3 separate regions of the Ovis aries genome follow, and all the other regions are linked to region 3. A link is a contact called in public Hi-C data. All regions are on one chromosome and are shown on one strand. Each heading gives the region's core, a stretch centred on a gene start, on an enhancer-like site or on the middle of the called end of the contact. The rest is flanking DNA. Distances are from core to core; before and after follow the strand shown.

Evidence for each region. A called contact is a pair of places that touch in the nucleus more often than the background predicts.
Region 1: a contact with region 3 is called in a Hi-C map of hypothalamus, with 3 times the contacts expected there. The contact joins the enhancer-like site here to the promoter of AHR in region 3. A contact is called at or near these places in 2 of 16 Hi-C or Micro-C datasets (hypothalamus and tail adipose tissue).
Region 2: a contact with region 3 is called in a Hi-C map of hypothalamus, with 3 times the contacts expected there. The contact joins the enhancer-like site here to the promoter of AHR in region 3. A contact is called at or near these places in 6 of 16 Hi-C or Micro-C datasets (blood, hypothalamus, liver and 2 more).

The regions. Positions count from the first base shown.
Region 1 is chr4:27,047,841-27,052,148 of ARS-UI_Ramb_v3.0, reverse strand. No RefSeq gene overlaps it. Among named protein-coding and RNA genes, the nearest start is that of TRNAW-CCA, 250 kb to the right of the region's middle. Within about 2 kb of position 2,773, at least 5 of the 54 cell types and tissues checked have an H3K27ac peak or open chromatin away from gene starts, as enhancers often do. A contact at or near this core is called in hypothalamus, where this site is marked.
Region 2 is chr4:26,440,345-26,444,381 of ARS-UI_Ramb_v3.0, reverse strand. The region is part of intron 1 of LOC121819390 (a long non-coding RNA gene); the gene reads right to left. Among named protein-coding and RNA genes, the nearest start is that of AGR3, 98 kb to the right of the region's middle. Within about 2 kb of position 2,566, at least 11 of the 54 cell types and tissues checked have an H3K27ac peak or open chromatin away from gene starts, as enhancers often do. A contact at or near this core is called in hypothalamus, where this site is marked.
Region 3 is chr4:26,778,203-26,782,515 of ARS-UI_Ramb_v3.0, reverse strand. It overlaps AHR (aryl hydrocarbon receptor), which reads right to left and starts at 1,806. Exons shown (of 11, transcript XM_060414533.1): 1 at 1,130-1,806. The coding sequence starts at 1,194.

The DNA.
Region 1 (4,308 bases), core at 1,524-4,023, 270 kb before region 3:
ATTACTATTCCCCATAGCACTTTAACATCCTTAGATAGTAATGTGGGAGGAAACTCTCTTGATGAGCTTAGCTGGTGGGGTGGCCCTTATTATTTTCCCCTGGGAGACATTTTAAAGAAGATTTGGGGTATGGATGGAGAGGACGAAGTAGAAGGATGGGAGGAGGAAATGCTCAAGGGTGAACAGATTTGCTTAATGCATGTTGTTTTCCACCTCTTGGGCCAGTCAGAACTGTGCTTTAAATCACACTGGGCCATCTCCAGTGGGTGCTGGACTGGCTCCTGCTTTCCTCCTTCAGGGTGGTGATGGACAGGGCAATGATCCGCTCAGGGAAATAGAGAGAAATGGTCATACAAAAACCCTTCTTCACCCCACTTACTGTGTCCTTGAATCTCGAGGGTTGCCTGAGTTCTAGTGGGAGAAACTGGGAAGGTGGGAGATGGCTGGAGATAAGAGAGTGACAGCTGCTGGATGACTCAACAGTGTGACTGGACCTCATATGTAGCAAGGGACAAGGAAGGGGGTATTTGTGCAAGGCACAGCACTACTTCCTGCTCTTTGCTATCAGTAAGTTGGTTCTTGAAAGCACTTCCTCCCCTGTTCCTTGTTCATTACTCTTGAACAGCATAATTCATCCTGCATGGAGTGAAGAAACAGTTCCAGAAGCCTTTCCTTGGACCCTCACCTTCCTTGTCCTGTGGTTCACCAGGGGTTATACAATTACTAATGGGTCTTTTGTATTTCATCATTTATGCTCCTGTCTGATGAGTCATCTATTTTATTTTTTAGGCAGTCTGATGTGGTAGTTGTGTCAACAGGCAGTTATAAAAACCAAGTATCTGTAAATCTTTTTGATAAATATTTGTGAAGTTTCAAAATTCTCATGTCTCATCAGTGTAAGTCAGTCTGCAAGACAGTCTCCTAGGAAAGCCATGTGGAGACACACAGCATGTTCTGGCCATGGGAACTTCCTTCTGGGGATAAAGAGTAGGGAACTCAGAAGAGCCTTCTGCAAAGATAAATTTGCTTTCACAGAAGACAGATAGTTTCATATGCTGATACTAAACTTTATTGAGAACAGGTAATGAAAGCTTTACTTTGGGGAGTGGGAAAGTTTGGGGGATCAAAAGTCTCATTTAAGTATGGCTAAATAAAAGTCTATTAGAAGAGTTTACTCTCATTCTCCTAGAACAGAGGCAAGATTCTATATAAAGTAGTATTATGAGGAAGATAAATTTAAATGAAGGTTATATAAATTAAAAACTATAAATATGCAAAAAAAAAGCTTTAGAATAACCTTTGGAATATTTTTCTGAACCTTGAACATGGACAAAAATATCTGTCTTTAAAAAAAAAATTTGGGGGGCTATGCTGTGCAGCATGTGGGATCTTAGTTCTGTGATCAGGGATGGAACTTGCACCCCTTGCACTGGGAGCATGGAGTCTTAACCACATAACTACCAGTGAAGTCCCAAATAGCCCACTTTTTCACTCAAGTCCTCCCTAAAACTAACTGATTAGCTGAAAGAAAAATATGGTAGAAAGTAAAATCTCCCCTGAGCCAACTACATGAGTTGGACTGCATAGTACAAAATTAGAAATAGCTTTGTTTTTCTCCTACCATTAAAAAAACACTTCTTTGACAGATATTCTTTCCTTTCTCACAGGTAGGAGATATTTTCTGGTGACTTTCAGTTACTTTTTAAAAGTATTAAAAGTACTTCCATATCCACTTTAAAGCCCTTCCCTTTCTCCTGGGCCTGATCCAGAAGGTTGGGGAAGGATGCAGCAAGTCTTCTGTGTTCCTTAGCTGATACCTTCCTGAAAAGACATCCTTCATCTTAGGGTTGGATGGAATAGAGGAGCAAGGTATAAAGAGGAAGAAAAGTCTTATTTACTTAGCAGGTGCTGTCTGGAAATCTTATTTGGCTGGCAAGTGCTCTCTGGCATGGCCGACATCTAATGCTGACTCTTCTATTAAAAATAGGGCAGCTGTGAGTTTTATGTTAATCTCCTGGGCATCCTGCCTCCCACCCCCATGTAGGACACTACATGGTCTCTTGCTGTGGAGATGTTCTGTTTGGTTGAACCATTTCATCTTGCTCACTTTGGCTGATCTAGTGGTACCCACCACTCTATAGCTTTGTCTGAAATGAGGTCATTCAGATGGGGCCAATTAAAGACAGTCTTGGGTAAATCTCCTTTGAGGTTACTCAACCTTGTGGACTTCTATACTCTTCCAGCTCTGGTAATTTAGGCCATTTTTTTAGAGGTTGATCACCCTCTCACTTGTATATCTTGGGACAGGATCACAAGTCTGTAGCTCATGAAGGCAGCTATATGAGTGTGTGTTGTACATGAGTATGTGTATCAGACTTCAGCAGTCTTCCTTTATATACTCAAATGCCCTAAAATGCATAATGTATGTGAGCTGAACACAACAGCATGCATGAAAACAATGTATGTGAGTGAAACAAGGCATAGACAAACAAGTTGGAGACATTTAAATTGTTTCCGTACAATATGAATCCCAAATAGTAATATTAAGTTTTCCCTGGACAAATATGGATGGAATAGTAGAGCAGGAAATTAAGATGACTAAGCATTTGATGAAGATGAGTTTGGAGACAAATGGTTGTGTTTTAAGACCCAGTTGAATCTGGGGTAAGGTATGATACTTCGTATGATCTGTATGATGCTACACCGAAGACACTAACCATCAGTCTGAGCACAGGGCTTCCTGATTACGGCAATGGAGTGTTTCAGTTTCGGAGAGTTGAGTATGTTTTTCTCTGAAACTGCCTGTAGATGTCACTACAGTAAATGACTCCTGTATCCTTGATTTGATGGTGGGGCAAAAAACCCCACAGAAAAGTGAAGTAAAACATGATATTTTGTAAAGTCCGTATATCTTATGATATTAACAGCGTCGAGGGCATGGCACCAACAACATTTCAATTCACAGTTTTGCAAACCATCCTTTCTATTTTACTGCTGTGACTTATCCTAAACAATGAAAGTATGTTTAGCAACAGTCTTCAGTTTAGAGCAGGGAGGGGAAATCCCTCCATTCTCTCTTCCCCCACAAACTCCTCTCTTTCAGGGCAGGAGGCACAATTCTCTCCCTTACCCTTAGAGATATTGTCCTCAAGCTGAGAATATTACTGCCTCATGAACGGAAAAGAATGATATAGGCATTGACTGTAAAAAGAGAAGGGATGTGGAGAAAACATTTAAAAAATATTCTTATGGCAACATATAATTCTATAAGCATTTAAATGGGCTTTTCCTTCTGTACTGACTTTAAAAACCACCTGTAAATTTTGGTCATCTCAAAAAGATAGCATTCCCCTCTACTTCCAGGGAAGGGAAAGTGAAAAGTGAAAGCATTAGTCACTCAGTCGTGTCCAACTCTTTGCAACCCCAAGAACTGTAGCCCCCCAGGCTCCTCTGTCCTTGCAATTCTCCAAGCAGTAATACTGGAGTGGATTGCCATTCCTTTTCCCAGGGGATATTTCCAACCCAGGGGAAAGCTAGTGCAAAATGATCTAGGGGCCTGGGAGAGTATTCAGTGATGTTACCCAAGAAGCCTTTGTCACCTGTATCTTGATACAGTGGAGGGATGTTTTTTGGCTGGGATCATATTCTGTGTGCCATTTTTCTTACCTGAATGCTACAGCATTTCATCATGGGATGGCCAAGACTGAGACCCACTGAAAGACAAATGCCCAGTAAAGAGGAATTTACACAGCTTCAGGGCTATGTTAATAGAATATGAACATATTTTCTTATGTTAACAAGAATTTTGTAGGCCTCCTTGGGAAAAGAATTTTCCTTCTCCTTGGGAAAAGAAACCTATGGTAATTAAAGTGAAGTCCAAGCAAATGAAAACATAGACCCTGAGAATAAGGCCTCTGAAAAAAAAAGTTATGTGTTAATGAAAGATAGCTCAGGGCGGAAAGACATGAAATACTGAGAATTACTAGTAGAATCTAGAAGAAAAAAATTGTAGACAGAACAGAGACTAATCTTGTAGTTTTTCTAGACTAAGTGTTATAGTACCTGCTCCATGAGAGGAAGAATTGATAAATTGGCCTTAAGACTCCATTATATATTTTTTATACTTTGTGATGAATAGGCATATGCAAATAGTAATACATAATCTTACATATTTAAGATATTAATAATATATTCAAATTCTCATTCTAAGTAAGGATTTAAGCCTTCTACCGATACAGTTTTTGTCCTTATAAAAGCCTGGGCAAAGAACTCTTTCTGGTATTATTACTTATACATATTTGAAGAGAA
Region 2 (4,037 bases), core at 1,317-3,816, 340 kb after region 3:
AGCCTACAGTTAACTACATCAAACTGTAGAAAAATGTAAGAGGTTTGATATCATGTTAAGTGTTTCATATACATATATATTATTTAAAGGAACTCCCTGATGTTTAAGCTGGTTTTAGAAAAGGCAGAGGAACCAGAGATCAAATTGCCAACATCCGCTGGATCATAGAAAAAGCAAGAGAGTTCCAGAAAAACATCATTTCTGCTTTATTGACTATGCCAAAGCCTTTGGCTGTGTGGATCACAATAAACTGTGGAAAATTCTTCAAGAGATGGGAATACCAGACCACCTAACCTGTCTCTTGAGAAATCTGTATGCAGGTCAGGAAGCAACAGTTAGAACTGGACATGGATCAACAGACTGGTTCCAAATAGGAAAAGGAGTACGTCAAGGCTGTATATTGTCACCCTGCTTATTTAACTTACATGCAGAGTACATCATGAGAAATGCTGGACTGGAAGAAACACAAGCTGGAGTCAAGATTGCCGGGAGAAATATCAATAACCTCAGATATGCAGATAACACCACCCTTATGGCAGAAAGTGAAGAGGAACTAAAAAGCCTCTTGATGAAAGTGAAAGAGGAGAGTGAAAAAGTTGGCTTCAAGCTCAACATTCAAAAAACGAAGATCATGGCATCTGATCCCATCACGTCATGGGAAATAGATGGAGAAACAGTAGAAACAGTGTCAGACTTTATTTTGGGGGGCTCCAAAATCACTGCAGATGGTGACTGCAGCCATGAAATTAAAAAACGCTTACTCCTTGGAAGAAAAGTTATGACCAACCTAGATAGTATATTCAAAAGCAGAGACATTACTTTGCCGACTAAGGTCCACCTTGTCAAGGCTATGGTTTTTCCAGTGGTCATGCATGGATGTGAGAGTTGGACTGTGAAGAAGACTGAGCGCCGAAGAATTGATGCTTTTGAACGGTGGTGTTGGAGAAGACTCTTGAGAGTCCCTTGGACTGCAAGGAGATCCAACCAGTCCATTCTAAAGGAGATCAACCTGGGGATTTCTTTCGAAGGAATGATGCTAAAGCTGAAGCTCCAGTACTTTGGACACCTCATGCGAAGAGTTGACTCATTGGAAAAGACTGTGATGCTGGGAGAGATTGGGGGCAGGAGGAGAAAGGGATGACCCAGGATGAGATGGCTGCATGGCATCACCAACTCGATGGACGTGAGTCTGAGTGAACTCCGGGAGTTGGTGATGGACAGGGAGACCTGGTGTGCTGCAATTCATGGGGTCACAAGGAGTCGGATACGACTGAGCAACTGAACTGAACTGAACTGAAAGGATGGCCAGTGCTAGAACTTGGATCACAAATGATAACTAATAATTTTTCAGCTCTCAAGAAAAAAATATCACTTGCACAGACATATGCAAAAAGGAAAACAAAATTATTCTGTTTGGAATGAATGGTTCAGACTTTCCCCTTCCAAAGCCAAGTAGTAACTGAAATAGGATCTTGATTTTCAGGAACCAAAGTCTAAGACTCATTTAATTACATCTCCTTTTAGAACAGATTTTCTTTTTGACTTTTCTGTTTTGTATTTTCAATATATGGGAATGCAAACAATTGATCTATTTATTATGTACTGGCCAACACTTCATCTTTCTGCCAAATACACATTTAGAGAAATCTGAAGTGGTTTTAATGAAAATTTAAACCATTTGTGTTTACATATACCAATTTATGATTCCAAATCCTTTTCTTCCCCCAAAGTTAACATCCTAGAGTCCTAGAACCTGTACCAGGCATTTCCCCATCAAGTTGGGGTTGAAATACATCGGTTTTATTTGAAAAATATGTAACATAATTTGAGCCTCACTTGCCTCACCTGAAAGCGGGTCTCACTTACAGGTCTCCAAATACAGCACTTTTGTTCTCTGAGTTCAGGTTCATTTTCTTCTCATCAACATGTGAACCTTACTCTTTCTGATTACACCAAAATTGTCATACAAAACCTATACTCTGAACCAGATCTGAAATAAATTCACAACCACATCAAGTAACTGGTACCAGCTTAACACTCTCTTAACACTTAACACTCTCCAGGATTGAAGACTGACAGTAGAGTCTCCAGGGTTCTAACTAGAATTTTACCCTTCATATGAAATATTGGAGGGAGGATTCCTACTTCCTAGAAGCACTGATAAAAAAAACCTTCATGACGTAAAACTCAGACACTCCTTATTGCCAGCTACTTGCTACGTTTACCCCTCAAGTCTACAGTCCAACATATTAGGATTTTCGATCACAAAAAGAATCTTTTTGATTAACCCTGTCATTCAATTAACTCTAGGAGCAGAAATGACCTTATTTGTCCCTTTAAAAATGGAGGCAAGTGAAGGGCAAAAGGCACTTCTGACTGCAGTCATCCTCACTTTGGTGAAGACACAGGTTGAAAAGACTTCAGCATCAGCCCGCTGGTGGCGAGGAGAAGTCAAGTGAAGACAAACCCCCAATTCTCTGCCTGGAAGCTGCTGGCATCTCCCCCATCTAAGTGCTGAACAAACGAGCCTTTGTGTGCCCTCTCGATGGGGCCCTTTGAAGCTCTGGCATCCGGACTGGCAACTTTTCCTATCTGCCCATCTCAGAGCACAGGAGGATGGGAAATGAGAAGGGCAAGGACCAAGAGAAGCAGGCGGCACTGGCCTGGCTCCGAGCCCACTGGGTAAACATGCTCACTCCCTTCTCACACAGATAGCTTTTTCACAAATGAAAAGGGAGTGTCCAGCTTCATTTTGAATAAAGACGAGGAAATGACTCTCAGCTGTCCACACACAACAACCGACCACCACAGCATTACACTCAAGATAGACCGGGCTTTCTCTCCCAGACCAGAAGTATATGCTTCTTTTCAAGGATGTTTTTACTGCTGTGGTCTCCAGCATGCTGGGGATGGGCACATTCTAATGCAATCCATAGTCTCCACATTTTATAGAGAATACACAATCACAAACTCCTTCAGAACAAGAGCAGCTTCACTTTTCTGAATGCCTTTCTTAATCTAATTACACTGATGAAGGATGGGTGGCCTTTTGTTTTGAGTTTAGGATTATGAGTCTGAAACTCTGAGGTCCAGTTGGAGTTCCACACCTAACGTCTTGTGTGGGCCTTCACGAGCAATTATTTCCTGTCTTATTTTTCTGAACAATTAAAGGAGCTATGATGATGGCTGTGGGGAGGAGAGAAGATAGGCACACAGCTTTAAATACTTCCAGTTGATCCCAAGACAACAAGACTCTCAAGCGTCTACTCTCGACTTAGCAGTGGGCTAAGAGGAAAAATATAAAAGAAGAAAAATACAGGACCCCTGCTTTCAAGAAATTCCTAAAGCAAATGACATGATAAAACATAAGTACTTAAGGTAGACATAAGAATTAGCAAGGCAGTATCCAGTCAAATATGTTAACTGATTAACATTATAAATACTGTAAGAATTTGACAAAGAATACATCATTACTAGTGAGATTCTTCCTGATACAGAAGAGACTTCAGGTTAAACACCTGACCTAAAATAAGTTCCAAATATCTTTATCATGGTGAACATCAAGGTTTGCCAAAGTATGATCCGATTCTCCTTAGTGATTCAGGGACTTATTAAATTAAAAACACTTACTAAGACATAATTTGCTGAACTCCCAGTGAGATTACAGCAGCATTACCACATGATAAATGACTTTTAGGACACTGAGTCATTGCATCTGGTCCCCAGACTCCTAATGTCACCCAGAAGTGTTTTTTACCTATTGTTCCTTCATATTTCTGTCTTATGTTTACCAAATGGCAGCCCATGTTAAGGGGAATAAAAACTGAACTTGACCATGTGTACATTCATAATTCATCCAACAACAAAGGTCACTGAAAGTACCTTTACATGAAAAATGTAGCAACAACATTTCTCCTATTGTCTTATAACCTTCTTAGAAACCAACACACAGCCTCACTTTGTACAGCTTTGTGGCTTGTGAAAAGTCCTTTTCTTCCACAACTGTTAGGAGTTTGTCATATGCGCAGTGCTGCCAT
Region 3 (4,313 bases), core at 557-3,056:
CTTTAATATTAATTTTAAACTGCTATTTTTCTGGTTTGGATTAGTGACCTAAATTTAGTCTTAAGCCACATGCACACTTGTGATTTGTTCTGAGTAACCGTTTAAAGTGTTCTTAAAATTGTTTATGAAAGTTTGAAAAATGTGAAGTAAAATAACTCAAGGATAATAATTAGGAATAAACACATGAACATTGCCAACTCGAAAAAGTAAATCTGTGTTAAGCATGGATTTTTCTTTTTTTTTTCTGAAAAAAATTAAAGTATTTGCCATAATCACATAAATATCCCACCAAAACAAACAAACCTAAGTTTGTACTTTATCAGAATTGACCAAACTTTGAAGTAGAGGGAAAAGGGAATTAAGAGAATGATGCTAAGAATGAAAATGTCTGTTTCAATAATTCCATCTCCAAATTATTTGCAGACCCTAAAACCACTTCCAAAGTGATAAATCTCCCCCAAAAGATGACTTAAAATACAAATCTTCTACTGTATCCTGGCTACTACACTCACTCAAAGCTGCTATCACCTCTATACATTTTATTGATATGTTCACGCTGAGCGCTACAAAATTACTGCCAAATAAGTAAATAAGAGTATAACAGAAAGCCAGTTTCAGGGAACCAAAAAATACCTTCAGAGGCACTCAGCCCCTTTCTTGCACACAGCACGTGTTTAGCTATTTAAAGCATCTCGCCCTACCAGGAGTAAGAATGGTGACCGTCCTCTAACCTAACAGAGGAGGATATTAAATGTGAAAGGGGATTTCAAGACGGGCTTAGGTTAACTAATCCACCAGCCCCACAGGGCAGAGGAGAGCTGTTAACAAATTAGGACCACAGCACAGTGAACAGCGCTGCAAATGGCTGGAGGTGTGAAAGGGTGCTCTGGAGAAGGGGTTCGGGGGGGGGGGCAGAGAACGGGGGGCACAATTTTTAAAATGCAATCATTAATCACGGAAAAATCCAAGGCCTGGGGTTCTCGACCGGCCTCCAGATCTCGATTCCACAGACTGCACAGGGAAGGGACCTAATCCCCTGGCCTCGGGGATTTGGGGGCGGGGTGCGGCAGTGTCCCGCGCCTGAGCGCCCACCTCCCCACAGCACAGAGGACAGGCTCCGGAGACTCACGTTTTCTGCACCGGCTTCCGCCGCTTACGACTGGCGTAGGTGATGTTAGCGCTGCTGCTGTTCATGGTGCCTGGCTGGCTGCGGCTCCTCCCGGGCGCGGACGGCCCTGTCCCCGGGACCCGGCGGCAACTGGGACGGGGTTCCACTTAACCGCGGCTGCTCCACCTGCGCCCTCCCGGGGCGATGGCGGAGACACAGCACCCCAGGAGCCGCAGGGCTTCTGCAGCCCCGCACGTCCAGGTGCGCGGCCCGGGCCTGGCGCCGAGGGGCGAGGGGCGGAGACCGGGGAGGCTGGAGGCGCAGGTGCCGTCTGTACCAGCTGAGGCGGCGCCGCGCTGCCCGCAGGTGAGGCGGCGCGAATGGAGGAGGAGCCTGGGCTGTCTGTTTGAAATCCCGGCCTGGGTCGCTCGCTGTGGCGGCGCGCCCCGTGACCGTCGCTGCGGCCCCTTGGGTGAGGGAGGCGCCGCCGCGCTGCGCTGCTCCCGGGATTTCCCCGATCCCGGGTGCTTCCCGCCTGCGGAGCTCGGACTCCGGCCGCTGCTACGGGTGCCACCAGCTTCCGCTCGGCTATGCGGCTACCTCTGGTCTGAGCCGGTGGTCCCAGTCACGCTTTCAGAACCTAGCGTCAAGTGGACTCGCCCTGCGATGCCTCCCGCTGCTGCTTGCACCGGCTGAATAGCAGAAGCGCCCCCGACCCCTCTCCAGCCCCGCCCCGCCCCTCGTAGCCCCGCCCCATCCTACTTGGCCCCGCCCTCCGCTATATTTCCCTTGAGGGCCCCACCCTCCCGGCACGTGATGACGTAAGGCGTAATGACCCCCACCCTCTCCAGTAGCCATCTTCTTGAGGTCAAGGGGAGGAATCTGTGGACACATTTCCAGTCCATAAAGACATGTGACGACAAATTATGTGTAGCCAAAGTCTTTGTAATCAGACAACCTCAAGGAAAGAAATGCCAAGTAGTGAGCTTAAATTCACCTTTGCAAGAGACAGTGAGTCAGCCAACTTTTGGCTAAGCATTACAGTGAGCTGGCAGATAACCTGTGGAACTATAAATCTTCCTAGAGGAGAAGGCTTCAGGAGGCCACATCTCAGTTGAACTTGAAGGCTAGGCATTTTTCTTGTCTTTTTGTTTTGAGTTTGATTTTTGTCTCCGTACAAGACAGTATAGTATCTTTTCCCCAGGCAGAATAACTGTTACACTACAGTCAGATTTCAGGAAGGTGGGAAGGCAGGCAGCAGGAGGCATTTGAGAATAAGCAGTCTGGTATAGCTGGAGAGAGAGAAGCTGGAAGTGAAATCCAGGAATCTAGGGTCAAATCATAAAGCCTGATCAAGAGTCCACATATTATTCTGCAGTCAGTGGAAACCTTTGAATGATCCACAGCAGGCAAGAGACATTCTAGTGTTTTGGAAGTTTTAAATGACAGTGCAAGCTGGATTACAGGAGAAAAAGACTGGATGCCGAGAGAGTAGTTAGAGTTGTTGAAGTAGTCCAGGTGAAAGTCCAGGGAAGTGACAGTGGGATGGAGGGGAAAAAGAGCAGATAATAAGGAAATAGACAAACAAGAGAGAGCAATCTCAAGTACCTCCAACATTTCTGACTACTCCTGTGCCTTTACCCAGAAAAGTAAACACAGGAGTGTGTTTTGCTTGTCAGGAGAAGGGCAATCAGACTAAGAAGTCTAGATGAAATCTGGCACCATGTCCATTCCTACATTTCAAAATGTCATCAAGCCATTTCCATCCGGTGAGTTTGTTACCTCACATTCAGAACATCAATAAATTGAACATTGTTTTCTTTAGCTGAAACCTCACTGTCATATACTCAACCATTATCCTATCAACCCTATGAAATATCTTCAACTCTTCTACAACTTACATCTAAATATTCCAACAAATACTATTTAATTTTGTGTATTGCAACATCCCTAATTCATCTTCTGCCACGTTATTCTTCAATAATAACACAAAAAATGCCCAACTCAAATGCTTTATCATTTGAGATTCCTATCCAAATATGGCGTGCTTCCCTCCTAGCTCAGTTGGTATAGAATCTGCCTGCAAGGAGGGAGACCTGGGTTCGACTCCTGGGTGGGGAAGACCCCCTGAAGAAGGAAATGGCAACTCACTCCTGTATTCTTGCCTGGAAAATCACATGGACAGAGGAGCCTGGTGGGCCACAGTCCATGGGGTCACACAGAGTTGGACACAACTTGGCGACTAAACCACCACCATGCTCTCAAGGGATATTGTAATGGAGAAGCACATGATTAAGTATGGTCTCCTAGTAAAGAAAGTTGACATAGTCATTGAGACAAAGGTAGCTTTCCCAAAATCATGATGGTGGAGTTGAGGTCTGACGGATAAAGTCTTAGAAGAAAAGAGGGGAAGACACTGCAAGTCAATGAAACAGTACAAGCAACATCCCATTAGTGGAAGGAGCCTGGCAAATTTTATGAGGGACTAAAGCAAGTGCAAGATGAGCAGGGGAGACAGGCATGAATGATCAAATTTATTCTTCAAAATATCACCATATCTTCAGGGTGTAAAGGAGGTAGGAGCAGAATGCAATGGAAATGATATTCCATGGGAAGCCATTTACAGTAGCCCAGCCAATAGATGGTAATTATTGATACAGGGTGGAGGTGATAATATAGATGGAAAAAAGCAAATAGGTTCCATAGAATTCAAGGAGGTCCTAAAAGATGGAATGGATGGATATGTGACACTGAAGGAAGATGTGTCAAAAACAGTTTTTTGCACTATGCATCAGGCTATGTGAAGATGGCAGGTAATGGTGGGAAACTATTACCCACTCCAGTATTCTTGCCTAGAGAATCCTGCAGACAGAGGAGCCTGGTGGGCTGCTGTCCATGGGGTTGCACAGAGTCGGACACAACTGAAGTGACTTAGCATGCATGCATGCATTGGAGAAGGAAATGGCAACCCACTCCAGTGTTCTTGCCTGGAGAATCCCAGGGACGGGGGAGCCTGGTGGGCTGCTGTCTATGGGGTCGCAGAGTTGGACACTACTGAATCGACTTAGTAGCAGCAGCACTTATAGTTGAGGTAGCTCTGAGCTATCTAAGGTGTGTCAAGTAGGCCACAGGATATATAGGTTTGTAACTCAGAAATGTATGAGCTGGAGATATCAATTCAGAAGTCATCTGCATTTAAGTGACA